Linked DNA regions of Sus scrofa: all the other regions are linked to region 2. A link is a contact called in public HiChIP or PLAC-seq data. All regions are on one chromosome and are shown on one strand. Each heading gives the region's core, a stretch centred on a gene start, on an enhancer-like site or on the middle of the called end of the contact. The rest is flanking DNA. Distances are from core to core; before and after follow the strand shown. Region 1 overlaps LOC106504325 (a long non-coding RNA gene). Region 2 overlaps LOC106507125 (a long non-coding RNA gene). Region 3 overlaps LOC106507125 (a long non-coding RNA gene).

Region 1 (3,265 bases), core at 558-3,057, 170 kb before region 2:
GGAAGCAGCGGGGACGTACTTCAGGGTGTAGGTTCTGGGGGGAGCGAGGGCTCCACGTCAGGGGAAAGCATAGATTTTGGACCGGAGAAGGAGCGGGACCAGCAGCTGAGGGCGTCATGGGCCAGCCTGAGAAGCCCGGGGTTATTCCGGCAGATGCGGATCCGGGGGGCAGGGTTTGTTCTGGGGGAGGAGGTGAGGTACCCACTGAAGGAGATGCCCACTCAGGTGCAGGCCTCGCGCTTGGGCCCCGAGAGTGACGCCTCCTTGCCTGGCGAGGAGGTGGGGGCTCGGGGGTGGGGCAGCAGTTTTATGATTAGAGCTGTCCGCTTAGCAGATTGCTCTGGAAGCTCTATTTAGGATAGACTGGAAGATGGGGGGTGGGGAGGTGAGCTTGTGTCCATGTTATGTTAAAAGTTAAATCAGGAGTCCTGTCGTGGCTCAGCGGAAGCGAATCTGACTAGTAACCATGAGATTGTGGGTTTGATCCCATCTGATGTAGCTGTGGCTGTGGTGTAGGCTGGTGGCTACAGCTCCAATTTGACCTCTAGCCTGGGAACCTCCATATGCCTCAGGTGCGCCCCTAAAAAAGCAAAAAAATAAAAATAAATAAGAGTTAAATCAGACAGAGAAGATGTGGACCAGGGACAGTGGGGAGTAGGTCAGTGTTTAAAGTCAACACACAGAGAGCACTGGTCAGAAGGACTGGCTGGTGGTCACTACTCCCATAATGCTAGCTCGTGCTCACCAAGGCCAGGAATGTTCCAGACACTGTGTATGTTAATTAATTAAAAATTTCTGTCTTTTTTAGGGCCGTGTGCACAGCATGTGGAAGTTCCCAGGCTAGGGGTCAAATCAGAGCTACAGCTGCCGGCCTACACCGCAGGCACAGCAGCTCAGGATCCAAGCTACATCTGCGGCCTACACCACAGCTCACAGCAACACCAGATCCTTAAGCCACTGAGCGAGGCCAGAGATCTAACCTGCATCCTCTTAGATACTAGTTGGGTTCATAACTGCAGAGCCACGGATGGGAACTCCAAGTATGTTAATTAATTTAATGATGAAGAAGCCCAGAGCTGAGCTCTAGTCTGGTTCTGCACTAACTAGTTGTGGGAGCCTCTTTGACTCAACTCTGCCCCCTGTGAAATGACTGAGTTACATCTGACAATCCCAGATGTCCCCCAGAGCTCTGAAATCCCATGACTCCTGACAGATGTCATTGTGGGTCACCTAGAGTGAGCACCCACGCCTCAGGGACCCCAATCTAGACTCTTCGAAGGCTCTCGGATCAGGGACCTTGGGAGGTCGGTCCCTCTGTCCAGACTCTTCTCTTGGCTCCCTTCTGATATTTTTAGGTTCTCAAGTCTCCCTTGCAGATGGATTCCAACCATCTGCCCTTCAGACCTGCCCTTCCCTTCGGGCCCCCTCCCCACCTTCATCCACCACATTCCCCTCCCCCCTCCATCACTATTGTGTCATTAACAAAACGCCCCAGACCCTTGCAGAGCCCCTACAGCAGAACCGTCCCGAGAGAGAAGCAGTGGATTTAATAAGCTTCCCCTTAAATGGCCCCAAATCCCTTCCAGTGATTAGGGGGGAAGAGCTACACACAGGAGGACACACCTCCCGGTGCAGGAGGTGAGGGAGGGAAAGAATAAAGGAAGTCCCCCCCCCCCCCCCCCCCCCCCGGCCTCAGGGACCAAATTAAAAAGGCAGCACCGCTTATTCAAAATCAGATGAATGTCAGTGGGATGTTTGTCAAACAAACTTGTCAGTATTTGTCAAATTTGAGGAAGTATCAGTCAGTAGCCGCACTTGAGCATGTAACCGAGTTATTTATAGCTGCCAGTTTACAGTTTTAACTAATGCAGGGCCAGGGTTCTCCTTGTAAAAGCTTTATTTATAATGATTGTGTGGCTATAAATAGCTGGGTTCTCTGGGTGTCACAGACAGCTCCCCCGCTGTTGTGCCAGAGCCCAGCCAGGAGGCATAGAACCCCAGGGGTGAACCCCGTTTTGCTCTCTTGGTGGGGGACCCTGTCCGTGAGTCTTTGGCTGGGGTGTTTCACCCTCTTCCTCAGCGTGCCTTTTGGAACGAGGTGTTGTGCTCAGCCGTGTTCCCAGGAGACGGTAGACGTAACTTCATTTATTAACAGCTGCCCAGAGATGTCCCTGGAAAGGCTGAAAGGGAGCTTGTGCGGCCCCGCCCTCTTTGTGCCTATTTGGGGACAATGAGCTAATTACAATCTCTTTCTCAGGCTGGAGGGTGGCGGGAGATATCCTGTTATTCTCCAGACCAGGCAGAGCTCCAAAGGTTTGTTTACAGCTTCAGATTTAATTTGACCCACGGTGATAAGCTCTTCTAAAAATAAGTGGGCGTCAGAAATTTAGGAACTTACTCGTTCCTTGGGTCAGGAGACCCTTGGGGTGGGGGGTGGGGCAGCAGAAGAGAGCAGCCGTGTGGGGACATACATTTTACGTGTCCAGCACGAGGTACGTCAGCTCAGAAACTGGGCATTTTACTAGTATGTTTGGCACATGGGCCTTATTTTTACCATCTCCCCCGCCCCTGAAAGCTAATCTCTTTGTCATATTGAAATTTCTGGTTTTCTCCATTTTCCCATCCCATCCCAGCCCCCTTAGACTCCGTTTTAATACTCTTAGGCTCTATCTTATTTTGCCAGGCTTTTTTTTTTTTTTTTTTAAGAAAAGGTGTGGCTATGGAAAAAAACGTATTGGATCTTAATTTGCAAAATTAGTTCTGGTTCATTTTATTGCTGTAATTTAATACTCATAATGATTTTCTGACACATATGTTTTAGCAGCAAGCTTTACTTCCTCTTCATTTTTCATCCCCGATTCCGCTGAAGTACATTAGTCAGGCTGGTACACAGAGAGCAGCCGCCCACGGGAAACTGACATCCCGCTGCCAACTCGGCAGGCTCTCCGACCATGCCGAGCCCCTGTGAGTGTGCAGGTAGGCACATCCAGGGATTTAGGGCACAAGGAGACAGGCAGGCGGTACTTGTAGAAAAGGGTATGATCAGTTTTTTTCTTTCATTATGTCGTCATCAGCATCTTCATCATTGTCATCATCACTGCAATTCTTTGTCAAGGAGGCTGTGAGATGCATCCTATTTGTTTTTGTTTGTTTTTGTCGGTTTTTTTTTTTTTTTTTTGCCATTTCTTGGGCCACTCCTGCGGCATATGGAGGTTCCCAGATTAGGGGTCAAATCGGAGCTGTAGCTGCCAGCCTACACCAGGGC
Region 2 (3,052 bases), core at 159-2,658:
GAAGTCACTCAGAAGAGAGGGATGCTGGGTAAGGGTGCCCATGGCGCAAATCCCCAGGAAGGGAAGTGGTGCCGTGAGACTTACGCTCTCTCCAGAGCCTCCCTGCAACCTTCTCCTTAGTCCTGATGAGGCCCAGGGAGGCTGGACTATTTATATCCTTCTCCCGTCCGTCCTCCATTGGTTAAGGGCTGTCACCTCTGCAAGGATGCAAATTCCCATTATCACTTTCTTTAAGCAGCAGAGTCGTTCCAGAACCCTGAAGGAAGCCCTCTGACAAAAGAGGCCCCTGGAGCTGGGGTGCTTGAAAATGATACAGGACTCCCAGGGGATGTGGGCCGAGCACAGCCTGCTGGGCTGTATCTTGTCTGGACCCATCAGCCCTAGGCTGGCAGGGCCTCAGAGAGTAGGTTCAGTTATCTCTAAGAGCAGCTCTGCTGGAGCAGTTCCTGGCGAGAGAAGGATCTGGGTGGCCACTGGTGGTTTGTGAGTGACCCGGACTCTGCTGCCGATCCCAGAGTCACTCCCCGGGAGTGTGCTCCTCGTCTCACCTTTACTTGTTCTGTCCCCACATCCCTGTGGGTGGAGCTGGGGGTCATGGTCACAGTGGTGCCTTAGCTGGAGGACAGCAGTGTGCATCTCTCTTTTCCTCCCTGTTACCCCAGAAGCCAGGTACCAAAGAACTGGCATTTCTCTCCAAACGCCCTGGCCACCCCTCGGCTTGGACTTCCCCCAGTGAGGTTGAAGCATCTGGACAACAGCTGTCCAGCCAGCCCACTCACATGACCCGAAGATGTGCCCTGAGCTGACGATGGTTAGTAGCAGAGCAGGGCACGGCAGCAGGGACTTCAAAGGCGTGGCCCTCGTCCCTCAGCAGCCAGACAGAGCTCCCTGCAGCCTGAAGCTCAGCTGCTGGCCTGTCGAGTGTGGCTGGCTGGCCTGGAGGAAACAGAGCAGTCGGATGCAGAGGCAGCTCTGGGATGGGTGCTGCCTCTCCCTGAGGCCCTGGGAGGTGGGCGGGAGGGGCAGGCAAGTGCAGCAACAACCAGAAGCAGAAACCCCCAAACTCCTGGCGGTGGGCAGGTGCAGGTCCCGCTGGCGAAGCCCCACCACCGTGGGGCCCCTCGTTCCTCATCCTGCCTCACCCTCCGGCTAAAAATAATCCCTCGTCTGTAAACAAACGCAAATATATTTTTACCCTGCCTCGGAAAACCACCTTCCTGTGGGGTCCAGGGCTCTCTCTGAGGCAACTGGCAGATCACAGAAGCCACTGCACCGCTTGGAACTTTCCACCACAGACGGGCGATGGTGACCCCAGGCGACCTCTGCCTGTGGTGCCAGAGTGACTCTGTGTCGAGAGATTAGCATCTCTAACTGCTTTGTGGTTTCAGAGGCAGGAGAGGGAGGCCAAACCTCAGCGGGGCGAGAGCGTACAGCTCAGGACTGAGAGGCTCCAGGAAGACGTGCTCGTCTTCAGGGTCCCGCGTGCGGCTTCCTGAGGAAAGTTCTCACCAGAGCACGAGACCGTTGAACGTGAGGCCGTGAAACCAAGGCAGCCGGTCCCTCAGCCAGGCAGCTGGCCGCCGCCGGCTTCGCCCCGGGAAGGGGGTGGAGGCGGAACCGGCTGGAAGCATCTGACATCAGAAAAGCTGTTTTCTCTTAAAGGTGGGCACGGGGCAGGTGAGCCCTAAGTAACAGCCTACAGCCGATGACATAGCACTGCTCCCGCCAAGGTTAGCTTTTTCTAACTCACTCCCTCATCAGCCATCAGGCACCTCTTGCCTCTCCCTTGGTGCTGACCTTCATGCCAGGAGTGGAAGAGGCCGGGCTGAATGCGGATGGGCATCGGGGACGCGGTGTGCTTCGCAGAGCGGCCCACATGCCTGGGAGGCAAGGATAGGCATTGTTAGGAAAACTGTGGCGGAAGCAGAGCTGGGAGGAGCCAGGACAGGAGCCCCACGTCAGGGCCTGGGTAAGTGGCAGAGGCATTCGCTGGGCACCAGAGCTAAGGTCGTTTGACTCTTGGGTGCCGCCTTGTCCATGCCCTAATGCTTCCGGTTCTGATGAAACGGGCGAAGGGCGTCCAAGGGAACAAGCTCGAAGCCACTCAGGAGGGCAGAGCCTGACCTCCCAACTCCAGGTCCATCCACCGCCTCCGACCCCGGCCACCAGAATGGTCTGGGAGGTTCCTTCACGTCGGCCTTCGGCCCCCGACCATGTCATGTCGCTGGGTGAAAAGAGGAGTTCCTCTCTCAGTGCCAGCATCGCCCCCTTCCTCTCACCCCGAGGAGAGAGACAGGGTTTTGAGACATGAGGTAGGTGGGTCCCCACCTATGGCAGGAGCCAGAGGGAGCCTGCAGGGCTGTGAGGGACAGAGGGCCAGGCTGGAGATTTTCATCTTTGGCCTGGATGCGTTCCAACCTTAAACGCAAATGAAAACTTTAGAAACATGCTATTCTTGAAGGGGGCACGTGGGTGTGTTTGGGGGGTAAACGTGGGGGTGGAGGGATCCGAGGGGAGGGGAGGCGGCTGCAACACAGCTCTAAACACCTAAAGCTTACCTGCGGCGCTCAGACCCCGGGACCCCCACCAAGAGCACGGGGCCTTCCTGCTCAAATTCTCAGATTTTGTATTTCCGTCACACACCTGTCCAGGAACGTGACTAGAACACCTGGGCCCAGTCATCCATCTGCCACCAAAGTGGTTGCCAACTTGCCTTAAATCGCCTGACTCCTCTGTCAGCTTCTTCGGCTGTAAAGCAGGGGTCTGGGCAGACAGCAGGCACCTCTCCATCCCAAAGGTGCGCATCCAGCACGGTCAGTAGTGCACGTGAAGTTGACATGTCAACCACTGATGCTTCCAAGATGGATCTGCAAAATGGGAAGTGTTAGGAGGCTCAATGCTTTCCATTTCTATCTTTTCTCAAAAGACAGCCTATTCCAAGCACTGCCTCTGGGGAGGGGGGGGAGTGTGTGTGTGTGTGTGTGTGTGTGTGTGTGTGTGTGAGAGAGAGAGAGAGAGAGAGAGAGAAAGCATATGTTTGCAAAACAGAGGA
Region 3 (3,219 bases), core at 690-3,189, 220 kb after region 2:
GGACTGTACTTGATGGTCATGATTATGCAAATTTGATACAGTATTTGACCAGGAGAGGGTTTGGAAGATGTCAAGAGGATTCAACAACTATTTAGTGAGCTCTGACTCTGTGCCAGGCCTTTGTGTAGGCACTGGGGCTACAGCAAGGAACTTGCACAGTGAGACAGACTCTTGAGGAACGGAAGCAAGAATGGGTAGGTGCACCTGTTTCTCGGGTCCAGTAGTAAGTCCCTACCCCACACTAGCTTATTGTTGCTCTCTCTTATTTTGCTCCCTCAAACCCCTCCCTTTCAGTCCTGCATTCTTTGGGGAAGGGACTTACTTGATCATGGAGCAGTAAGGTCACCCACATGTTTCATATTATTAAATAATGTGACATGATAGGAAGAATCACAGGCCAGAAATAAAGAACCATATACCTGGTTTCAGCCCTGGCTCTGCCACTTGATGAAGTCTGTATCTTTCTTTTTTTTTTTTTTTTTTTGTCTTTTTTTAGCTATTTCTTGGGCCGCTCCCGCGGCATATGGAGGTTCCCAGGCTAGGGGTCCAATCGGAGCTGTAGCCACCGGCCTACGCCAGAGCCACAGCAACGCGGGATCCGAGCCGCGTCTGCAACCTACACCACAGCTCACGGCAACGCCGGATCCTTAACCCACTGAGCAAGGGCAGGGACCAAACCCTCAACCTCATGGTTCCTAGTTGGATTTGTTAACCACTGCGCCACGACGGGAACTCCTGTATCTTTCTATAAATCTCTTAAGCTTTGAATCCCTTATCCCTAAAATAGGATGATTCTTGCCCTGCAACTCCCCAGAGTCAAGACTGGAGGCTTTGGTTTTCTCATCTGTAAATTGAGAGGTTTGAACTAGATTTAAGGTTTGCATTCTTTCTTTAGAAGTGGACTTCCATTTTAAGATAAAATCTAACCTGCAGTTCCTATTGTGGCTCAACAGTAACAAACCCAAATAGTATCCACGAGGATGAGAGTCTAATGCCTGGCCTGGCTCAGTGGGTTAAGGATCTGGCATTGCTATGAGCTGTGGTGTAGTAGGTCGAAGACATGGCTCAGATCTGGCGTTGCTGTGGCTGTGGTATAGGCTGGCAGCTAAAGCTCCAATTCCACCCCTAGCCTGGGAACTTCCATATGCCATAGATGTGGTCCTAAAAAGCAAAAAAAAAAAAAAAAAAAAAAAAAAAGATAAAATCTAACCTAAAACCCCAACAGTGAAGACAGGCTTGCTCTAGTGGCCCCAGGAGAGAAGGCTCAGAGTCCTGCACACTCTCCTTCCCTCATCCTTACAAGGCCTTTGCGGCACTTGTGCAGGATCCCAGGGTTCCACTGAGCACAGTGTGAAACCTGCTGTATTCAATGGTTTATAGTACCTCCTAGTCCTAAAACTCTATAAATCAAGATATTCTAATTTGGGGTGTCTATGATAAGATTTAACCCCTGTTTTCTTCCATCATTAATTAATAGGTTGTGGGAGACAGGCACCAGTCCTACTAAAACCAAGATATGTTTCAGTCCTCTCTCCTTCTTTGTGAAGTTAATCTTTCTGTCACAGAACAAAACTAGATTCTGATGGAAGACAACATTCTGTAAGGAGAAAAATACCAGATTGAGAGTAAGAAGATAAGTGTTCCAACCCAGGCCTTGCCTTTAACTAGCTCCCCAAACTTGATCAAGGCAAGGAAACTTACTAATCCATCCAAATCAATAAAATGAAGAGGTTGGGTGACTCAGTAATCCTAAAATAACACATGCCCATTTCTGGACTCCATGCCCTAATGAGTTTCTCTAAATTAAGTAACTTTCAAATTCCACCTTTCTAAAGGCCAAGTCACTCTATCACATTCTCTTTGTTATATATACTCACCCTATTTGGAGAGGAAGGGGGGGGTGGGGGAGAAGACAAATTAGGTCGTAACTGACACCATCAGGACATCTAGCTAGAAATACCCACTGAATCACTGCTGTGTTTGCACAGGTGGTTGGAGCTCACAGTATGCCCTGACCTCAACTTACCAAGTGGGAGCCATATCTCCATTAATAAGGGTCCTGCTAGGCACAGAACTTCAGTATGGGCATTCTTGGGGGCAAACCAGAAAATCCCAGGGTTTGGGAATGTTTCAAGCAAACAGTCTGGATTCAAGACCCAGGACCAGGGATTGGACCAAAAGGAATGACCCCACAAGAGACAAACAGAATGATGCATTGCCTCTAAGCAATGTCCTGGGAAAAGGCAACAGGCCTTGCCCGGGAAGCCAGGGAACTTGAGGGATGGACACAAAAACAACAGCTCTGGTCATGGCTGTGACTTGGCTATAAGTTAACTTTATGGGTCACTGAGTCTGGAAACAGACTATAAAAAGAAGACAGCATGGACCAAGCAGCTTTGTGTTGGAAATGGCTGTGACCAGTTGCTTCTGGAAGGGAGATGCATTGACTGCCATAAAACTTGATGGGCTCAGCACTGGTCTGTAAAGGCTGGAATCGGAAGTAAACTTTGGACCTGAGTAATTGCTCGGAAGCTGTGCTTAAGCGTGGGAGCCGAGGGGATTTTGTTCCAAGCAGTAAACAATATGGTACCTAACTGATGCATATGATCTGCCTTCTCTGTGACCTCTACTCCCAAAGTCCTGTCTGCAGGCAGCTCCTTTAGGTTAATCTCACAGTCCACACAAATTGGTACCATTTGACTTTTACTACAATGGCTTTATTAAAACAAACAAAAAACCTCCTTGTTGTTCCCGAAACATTTAAGGTAAAACAAAATGAAAACATCAACCTTGGAGACTTGCTATCCTTAACTATCTCTTCTGGAGGAAACAAAAATGCGTTACATTTTATGTTACCTTTTCTCCAACCATTCAACTCTAGCCTCCTCCAGCTACTCAACAATTATTTATACAAAGCACAGACTTTCATGTCACCTGGTGCCAGAAAGCAGACCATCCACAGTTGGAAGCAATGAATAAAACAAGATTCTGCCAGAAATATTTCAAAAAATACATGTCTTGGAGTTTCCATTGTGGCTCAGTGGTATAAACCTGACTAGTATCCATGAGGACGTGGGTTTGATCCCTGGCCTCACTCAGTGGTTTAAGGATCCAGCATTTGCTGTGGGTTGCAGTGTAGGCAACAGATTCGGCTCGGATCTGGTGTTGCTGTGGTTGTGGCCTAGGCCAGTGGCTACAGATCTGATTCAACCCCTAGCC

The links. HiChIP or PLAC-seq counts read pairs in DNA pulled down with a chosen protein or histone mark.
Region 1: a contact with region 2 is called in an H3K27ac HiChIP or PLAC-seq map of skeletal muscle. The contact joins two enhancer-like sites. A contact is called at or near these places in 4 of 47 Hi-C or Micro-C datasets (heart right ventricle, liver and skeletal muscle) and 1 of 2 datasets of contacts at active chromatin or transcription factors (skeletal muscle).
Region 3: an H3K27ac HiChIP or PLAC-seq map of skeletal muscle shows a contact between it and region 2. The contact joins two enhancer-like sites. A contact is called at or near these places in 8 of 47 Hi-C or Micro-C datasets (embryonic fibroblasts, epiblast stem cells, fetal liver and 4 more) and 1 of 2 datasets of contacts at active chromatin or transcription factors (skeletal muscle).

The regions. Positions count from the first base shown.
Region 1 is chr7:10,834,518-10,837,782 of Sscrofa11.1, reverse strand. All of the region lies in intron 2 of LOC106504325 (a long non-coding RNA gene), which reads left to right. Among named protein-coding and RNA genes, the nearest start is that of MIR9807, 77 kb to the right of the region's middle. Within about 2 kb of position 1,807, at least 24 of the 83 cell types and tissues checked have an H3K27ac peak or open chromatin away from gene starts, as enhancers often do. A contact at or near this core is called in liver and skeletal muscle, where this site is marked.
Region 2 is chr7:10,665,952-10,669,003 of Sscrofa11.1, reverse strand. LOC106507125 (a long non-coding RNA gene) reads right to left here. Exons shown (of 4, transcript XR_002346312.1): 4 at 1-2,867. Among named protein-coding and RNA genes, the nearest start is that of MIR9807, 92 kb to the left of the region's middle. Within about 2 kb of position 1,408, at least 30 of the 83 cell types and tissues checked have an H3K27ac peak or open chromatin away from gene starts, as enhancers often do. A contact at or near this core is called in liver and skeletal muscle, where this site is marked.
Region 3 is chr7:10,448,286-10,451,504 of Sscrofa11.1, reverse strand. All of the region lies in intron 1 of LOC106507125 (a long non-coding RNA gene), which reads right to left. Among named protein-coding and RNA genes, the nearest start is that of CD83, 100 kb to the right of the region's middle. Within about 2 kb of position 1,939, at least 2 of the 83 cell types and tissues checked have an H3K27ac peak or open chromatin away from gene starts, as enhancers often do. A contact at or near this core is called in skeletal muscle, where this site is marked.